2 separate regions of the Ovis aries genome follow, and region 1 is linked to region 2. The links are chromatin contacts, called in public Hi-C maps. All regions are on one chromosome and are shown on one strand. The core of a region is the stretch at or near the end of the contact, and the rest is flanking DNA. Distances in the headings are between cores, read along the strand shown. Region 1 overlaps FAM20A (FAM20A golgi associated secretory pathway pseudokinase). Region 2 overlaps LOC105610550 (a long non-coding RNA gene).

What was found. A called contact is a pair of places that touch in the nucleus more often than the background predicts.
Region 1: a contact with region 2 is called in a Hi-C map of skin fibroblasts, with 7 times the contacts expected there. The contact joins two enhancer-like sites. A contact is called at or near these places in 11 of 16 Hi-C or Micro-C datasets (blood, hypothalamus, liver and 6 more).

What each region holds. Positions count from the first base shown.
Region 1 is chr11:60,877,157-60,880,640 of ARS-UI_Ramb_v3.0, forward strand. FAM20A (FAM20A golgi associated secretory pathway pseudokinase) reads left to right here. Exons shown (of 10, transcript XM_042256494.2): 10 at 1-2,569. It overlaps PRKAR1A (protein kinase cAMP-dependent type I regulatory subunit alpha), which reads right to left. Exons shown (of 11, transcript NM_001142517.1): 11 at 2,647-3,484. Among named protein-coding and RNA genes, the nearest start is that of PRKAR1A, 21 kb to the right of the region's middle. Within about 2 kb of position 1,540, at least 6 of the 54 cell types and tissues checked have an H3K27ac peak or open chromatin away from gene starts, as enhancers often do.
Region 2 is chr11:60,764,126-60,767,836 of ARS-UI_Ramb_v3.0, forward strand. All of the region lies in intron 1 of LOC105610550 (a long non-coding RNA gene), which reads right to left. It overlaps LOC132657442 (a long non-coding RNA gene), which reads right to left. Exons shown (of 2, transcript XR_009595645.1): 1 at 1-3,711. Among named protein-coding and RNA genes, the nearest start is that of FAM20A, 70 kb to the right of the region's middle. Within about 2 kb of position 2,321, at least 8 of the 54 cell types and tissues checked have an H3K27ac peak or open chromatin away from gene starts, as enhancers often do.

The DNA of each region.
Region 1 (3,484 bases), core at 290-2,789, 110 kb after region 2:
ACACCAAAGTGCTCTTTCCACTAAACACAAAAATGCACCCAGCCTGTGAAGCTGTTGTTTGTTGACTTTACAACAAAAATCAGTCTTCAGTATAGAGGGACCTTAACCCCAGAGGCATGCATCACTGAGGCGTGTCCCTGCTCCTGGGGCTCCCACCTCATGAACTGTTTCTCCTGCTTCGAGCCAACGTCTCCTTTTGGAGTGGGGGGAACCAGGTAACAACGCACGGAGGGACGGCAGGGACACACGCAGGCAGGGGCAGCCAGGGACGGAACCAGCGGTCTCAAGACCCAAACGGCAGGGCCCCAGACAGGTTAGGCCCAGCTCCACGTGAGGCCAGCCTCTCGTGTTCAGGTGGCCTGTGATAATAAGAGGCGCTGGTCCACTTCACAGACTGAGGGAAACAGAGCTGAGTGTGACCAGCGTGTCCAGTACCTAGGTACCTCCTGACTCACCTGTCCTAAACACACCATTATTCTTTCAATAACACCAAGATTAAGACTCCACTTATTTGTCAGAAATACCATAAAACAGAAGACCCCAGTTATCAGGTTCTTCCCGCACATCCATGACTGAAAACTCTTGTCTTTGTGAGAAACTTCTGTGGTCTCCTGTCCTTACTACTGATGGCAAAGTGGAAAACTGAAAGGGAACAGACAGACTGTGAGCTGGTGGAGAGAGGTCTGGAGGAGCTCAGCCGCCCCCAAACCTGGAGGGCGTCCGGGCTTGAGGACTGTAGGAAGGGCAGTCGCTTCTCTTACTGGCGGTGGTTTAGGCAGCGGACGAGATGGTTGGATGGCATCACCAACTCGATGGGTGTGAGTTTGAGCAAAGTCTGGGAGATGGTGAAGGACAGGGGAGCCTGGCGAGCTGCAGTCCGTGGGATCACAAAGAGTCAGACATGACTGAGCGGCCGAACCACCAGCACCAAACAATGGTAGACGCAGCCACCAGAGGCAGGGAGTGGGGGCAGCTGTTTGCTCCCGTTAGAGACACAGGGCTGCAGGCTCCCCAGAGCCTCTCAGTACACGTTTGCCCACCAACCTACCCGTGATCCTTGTTGTCTGTGCTGGGTGTGCAAAGGCACCTCAGCTACTGCTGTTGCTTCATGAATGCTGCAACTGACGCCTCAGAGAAGCCAGTTACACTCGAGAACACCAGCCAGAAGCTGAGAGCTCCTCTGGGGGCTTTTCAAACGGCGAAATCACCAACAGAACAGCTCAAAAATGCCGACAACAACAAAAAAAGGCATTAAACAGACCAACAGAAAGGGCGCTGGATCACAGACCTAATTCTGAGATGCCGGGCGCACGGCGGGCAGGAGAGCACCTCCTCTGCCCCGCTCCAGCCTGGGTGTGGCCGTGACAGTGCCCCAAGGGCTGACCTGGAGGTGCAGACAAGTCCCAGCAGGCAGGCAGGCAGGTTTGCAAAATGTGCAAATCCAGCTTCTGTGAGGATCAGCTGTGAGTGATGACGCAGAGGTGAAGAAAGGCGATGACAAGCTCTCCACCTAGTGGTGACTGGGGAAACCACAGCGCTGCTTACCCACGCTGGCAGAGCTTTCACAAGAGGAGTCTGGGGTTTGGGTTTTAGGCTGTGTCAGGATGAAGGCACAGCTCTGCACACAGGGCCACAGACTGAACCGCGACTGTGAACTGTGAGGAGTCTGCACTTCACAAACTTGTCCTTCACCAGCAACACTGGCTTCTCTGTAAAATCCCAGAGGGAAAGAAGGGAGAGGTTTCAGCTTCTCCTCCTCCAGTCTTCCCTGGTGCTCACTATTACGACAGCTACTTGGGGGTCACATTAATTGGTGATCTAGACGCTGCTTCTCAATGCTGTTTCAGCCCACCTAGAAACACACCTGCTAGGGCCTAACAAAAACACAGAACGGGTTCAGCTGTCAATTTGCGGTTGGAGAGAAGGCGATGTAAGCAAACTAACATCACATAACTTCAATTTTATGACATCACTACACTCACATCATTAAAAAAGGATTGCATATGAGCCAGTGTTTGAGAGGGACAATTAATCCACAATCAGTATAGTCAACCCAGGAAAATGCTCTTCAATTGTGTCCTGTTAAATACGCCAGCTCCAGTGGGCTGCGGGAGGAGGTGACTGCACCCGGAGGAAGCGCTCGTGCTGTGAAGCAGCACCCAGTTCCCGCAGGGCACGGAGAGCAGCCGCCTACCATTCTCAGACTCAGCTAGGCCTCCTACGCCTCACGTTAGAAATGACTTTGTGTGCAAAGCAGACACACACCTAAATATATGAACGCACTTATTAAATTTAAACCAAGGAGCATGCTGACCTAGGAGTATTTTCCATTCAGTCTGGGAAAGGTTCAAGGCCAGAGAACCAGTCTACCCTTAACAAAAAGGAATTATTGATTTAATCTTTTCCTTCCATCATTCAGTAAACAGATCCGGTACATCTCAATTATCCTGAAAGTAAGGGTTTTAGATTCACTGACAAACTGAACTGGAAAACACTGACAAGAAACATAATCTTTCGATGATCCCCTCATCCCCTAATTCACAATAAATTCTCATCCTTGCGCACTGGATTTGGATTCAGAGTTTCTGGGGGAGTGGGGATGGAGAAGAGAAGCAAAGGAGAAAGGGAAGAAAGACTGATTCGTTAAAGGATTAAATTATTTAGTCTTTTTATTACTTGACCCACTGTTGAGACAATCTATAGCAAAAAGAAGAGAGTATATTAGCACACACAGTATAACCGGACTCGCAGCCAGCAAACGATGCGGAGCGGCCCTTGGGCGGCCCACGCTGTCCAGAGCAGGAGGTCTCACAGGCTCCCTTACCAAGCCCAGAAAGGTTGGCTGCTGAAGCTCGGGATGTCCACTGAGACAGACGACGCCACTGCGATTCCTCATATGCACCCAGACTGCACAAAGGGAAAGCTCAAAATGTGAGCATTCTTAAATTCAGACTTCAATTTCCTTAGATTAAAAACTACAAAAAGGGGTAAACAGCAAAGCCAAATGACTTAAGAGCAAAATTCATTTAGGAAGCATTGTGGCCATCTAAGCACACATGGACGTGATCATATACACACAGGAAACTGCAAACGCATGACATTCTCAAGTACAGTTTTGGCGTTTAAACAAAGATCAAATTAAGCTTTAAGCTAACCAACAATTTTTAGTATTTTAAATATAAAAAGGCAGCTAAACACAAAATACAGATCAAAAATCCTCATTTAGTATAATTTTGAAAAATAAAAACTTTGTAATAAGGTGGCTTTCTATTCCACACTAAAAGGTAAATAAAATGTTTCCCAGATTTATACTCCAAACTAGTAACAACCTAAAAACTGTTCAAATCCGTGAAAAACATGTACCATGACCAATTTAATGACCCAGGAAAGGGTAAGAAAGGATTAATAATTGGAGCCAGTTGCATACAGATGGAGAAAGAAACGCTTGCAGTCATTCCCAAATATACCCCCCCACGTTATGTTA
Region 2 (3,711 bases), core at 1,071-3,570:
GCCTGCAAACCTGCTGAAGAAGTCTTACATCCCCCTGGGTCGCCCCCTCTCCTTCTGGTCTCCTGTCCTGTGTCCATCTGCTCAGCTCCGTCAGTGAGCCCAGCTGCACCAAGACCCCACGGTGTGGGTCTTGTTTGTACAACCACAGGTACCACCAGGCCAGACGCCATGACTGAGACCCCTTAGGGCTCTAGGGCCCTGCTGACGGGCCATGCAGAGGAGATGGCAAAGGGCAGATTTTGCATCCGGCCAGCCCCTTGATTGTACTGGCCACTGCTGACCTTAAAGTCCATCCTAAAGGAAATCAACCCGGAATATTCACTGGAAGGACTGATGCTGAAACTGAAGCTCCAATACTCTGAGCACCTGATGTGAAGAGCCCACTCATTGGAAAGGACCCTGATGCTGGGAAAGATTGAGGGCAAGAGGAGAAGAGGGTGACAGAGGATGGCATCACTGACTCAATGGACATGAGTTTGAGCAAACTCCAGGAGGCAGTGAAGGACAGAGGAGCCCGGCGGGCTGCAGTCCATGGGGTTGCAAAGAGTCGGATCGACTGAGCAACTGAACAACAACCTCCCTCTTGAACCTGCCTCCCACCTCCCACTCCATTTCACCCTCTAGGTAACGCAACCTCTAGTACCTGGAAATAAATTCCGTGGTCTCGGGGACTGGGTGGGGAGAGTCAATCTCACGCTCCGCGCCCCCACCCCCCACACTTCCAGAAGAGAGCCCGATCTTCCAGCCCTTCTCCACCGGAACCCATCCCCACCTTAGGGTGCCAAGCCCTGAGGCATCTGCTCCTTCTAAGGCATTGACTTCTCTGCTTTGCCTCTATAAGCCGCCCAGACTTGTACTTCCCTTGGGAGGACTCAGAACAGAGTTACTCAATTCATTCTTCTGTAAGGATTAATGCTTTTGTGGAACTGGGGTTGAAAAAGCTCCCACATAGGAGACTGGACTCTTGTTTCATTCTTAACAAGCATAGCTTGTTTTAAGCAACCCAGACTTTGGAAATTTTCACTGTAGATCCAGAAAACTAAGACAATTGTGTTTTTGTTGCTTTGTAAAACTATTAAAATCTCCGTTAGATATATCCTTAGATTTTGTTTAATGTTTTTGATGTCAGCAAAAAAGCACCATTTTTAAAAAGTTTTTAATCTAATTGTCTTTTTGTACTACACTGAAGGGCTTCCCAGGTGGCTCAGTGATAAAGAATCCTCCTGCAACGCAGAAGATGCAGGTTCGATCCCTGGGTTGGGAAGATCCCCTGGAGGAGGAAATAGCAACCCACTGCAGGATCCTTGCCTGGAGAATCCCAGGGACAGAGAAGCCTGGCGGTCAGTGGGATCATGAAGAGTCTGACAGGACTGAGTGATTAAACAACAATAACATTATGTGGGAATCCAGCTGATTTTCCAAACTGACCTTGTATCCAACAAACTTGCTTTTTCTTTTCTTCCTGAAGGGTGTTCTCCCTGGATGCAGAATAGTGAATTCATAGCTCTTTTATTTCAGCACATGGAAAATATTATGCCATGTCCTCCTGGCTTCCATCGTTTCCAATAAGAAACCATAGTTAAGGTGTCACATCTCTCTTGCTATTTTCAAGGGGTTTTTTTGTTGGTTTGGTTTTTTTTTTTTTTTTTTTTTTTTGCTCTTCAGGTTTCTGGAGTTTGGATGTTCTGGGTCTTGGAGTTCCGGTCTCCTGGGTCTTGGCAAAGATTCCTTTGGTGCGAATTTCTCAGGATGGTGCACTGGATTTGGCTCACAGGACAGAGTTTGGCAATTCCCACCTCGATCAGATGTTCTAATTTTACAAGAAAAACTAGAAATGATGGAGTGGTTTTTTTAACTTTAAATCCCCTGGTTTTTCAAAACTCTCAATAAATTCTAGTTTGTTTACGCCAAAGTGCTGGATTAAAAAAAAAAAAAAAAAGAAAGAAAAGAAAACAAAAAGGAAAACAATCTTCCCAGCGCCAGAGGCCTCGGGACCTATTCGTTAGCCCTTAAATGTGATTCTCTTTAAAACAGTAAAGTACCCTCTTTGTTTCATTTAACGCTCCTCAAATACTTTAACTTTGACACCAGGATGAAGCTTCATACTGTGTTTTAACTTACTCTTTGCCTGCCCTGACTTTCCCATTCTTTACGTACAACCCCTATGAGTCACTTTGTTTTCCTGGCGTCTCTTTTCTCAGCTTACAGTCCGGTTCAGCTTTGTGACCCCGTCGTGTTTTAGAAACGATGCTACGTAGCCCACTTACTGTTATTGACACACTACATATGATTCATCTTAATTTGCTTCCTCTGTGTTGAGTGTCTGGGCTTCTGAAGGCACAGACGCAGCTACAGAACTACATTCCAGCAAAGATTTAGAAAAGCCTGTGGTCGCCATGACTACACTGATAGGATTTCATATGTCTAATCCTCCATGGGATGTCTAACCTCTGATAACTCAGTACTTAAAAGATCATCCTCACTTATTTACAGGGACAAAGATTCCCCTGAGAGAAAAACCTTTGAAGAAAAAGGAATTTCCGCTCCCCTTTCTGCCTCCCTTTGGCAGCAAGCAGAGGAATGCAAAGCCAGAGAGGCCAGTGGGGCTTTCTCTTTCCCGCACACAGCGGGCGCCCCTCACTCCAGAGCCGCCGGCTGGCCAGCAGCTGGCCCTCATTCCAAGAAGCGGACGCTCAGGCATGTGACCCCGGGACTCACTCGGCTGCCCCCCGAAGCAACTGGAAAAATCTGCTCACTCGGGCTCTTTTGCAGACTTGCAACAACTCAAGCTGCCAAAGATCAGAAAGGCATCATGAGAAAATGCCCTGCTTATTGCAGGCCTTCTGCTTCTGCGTCCTAAACAGGGATGAGGACAAGGGAGGGGCCCCTGCCTGGGTCCGAGCCCCACGTCTGTTCCATGGACCCAGCATCCATCCTTCCCCACCGCCCGCACTTCCCAAGCCCCATGTTTAGACTGAAAGGGGCAGGACTAGAGGGTGCGGCGGTCGCCAGGAAACTTTGAGAAGGAAAGAAACAGCAGAGCATCTCTCTGGCAGGCCGGTCACGGGATGATGGACTCTCCAGCTGAACTTCCAGGCACCTGGGATGGAAACCGCACGTCTCCTTCCATAGAAACTGAGGCACCCAGAAGCGTCAGATCACGCTGGTCCAGCCAACCTGAGCTGGCCAGGACCCAGGCTGGGACTTCTCAGCCTTGAGGGCCAGCTGTGTCCCAGACAGCACAGCCCAGGGAGGCAGCCAGTCCAGGGACTCACATCTCCAGCAGATTCCTTGTCAGCTTCCGCTAGGCTTCACAGACAGAAAGCCAGGGATTCAAGTTTAAATTTGCCAGAAGCCCTCCCCTGGACCCTAAGCAGTGGCGTTTGCTGAGCAAAATGAGAGACTTGAAGTCAGGCTTAGATTTGAACGGTGTCTCTGCCACTGAGCATCCACGTGACCTTCGGTTACGCTCCTAAGAATGAGATGAGGGATTTCCCTGGTGGTCCAGTGGCCGAGACTCTGTGCTCTCCATGCAGGGGCCCAGGTTTGATCCCTGGTCGGGAAACTAGACCCCACAGGCCACAGAGAAGATCCCACATGTGGCAACTAAGACCAGATGCAGCCAAACAATAGAAAGAAAAGGAGTTAACCAAAAAAAGGAGAATGAAATGACATGTGCACAGAATACCTACTGCGCGCGTGCTAAGTGCC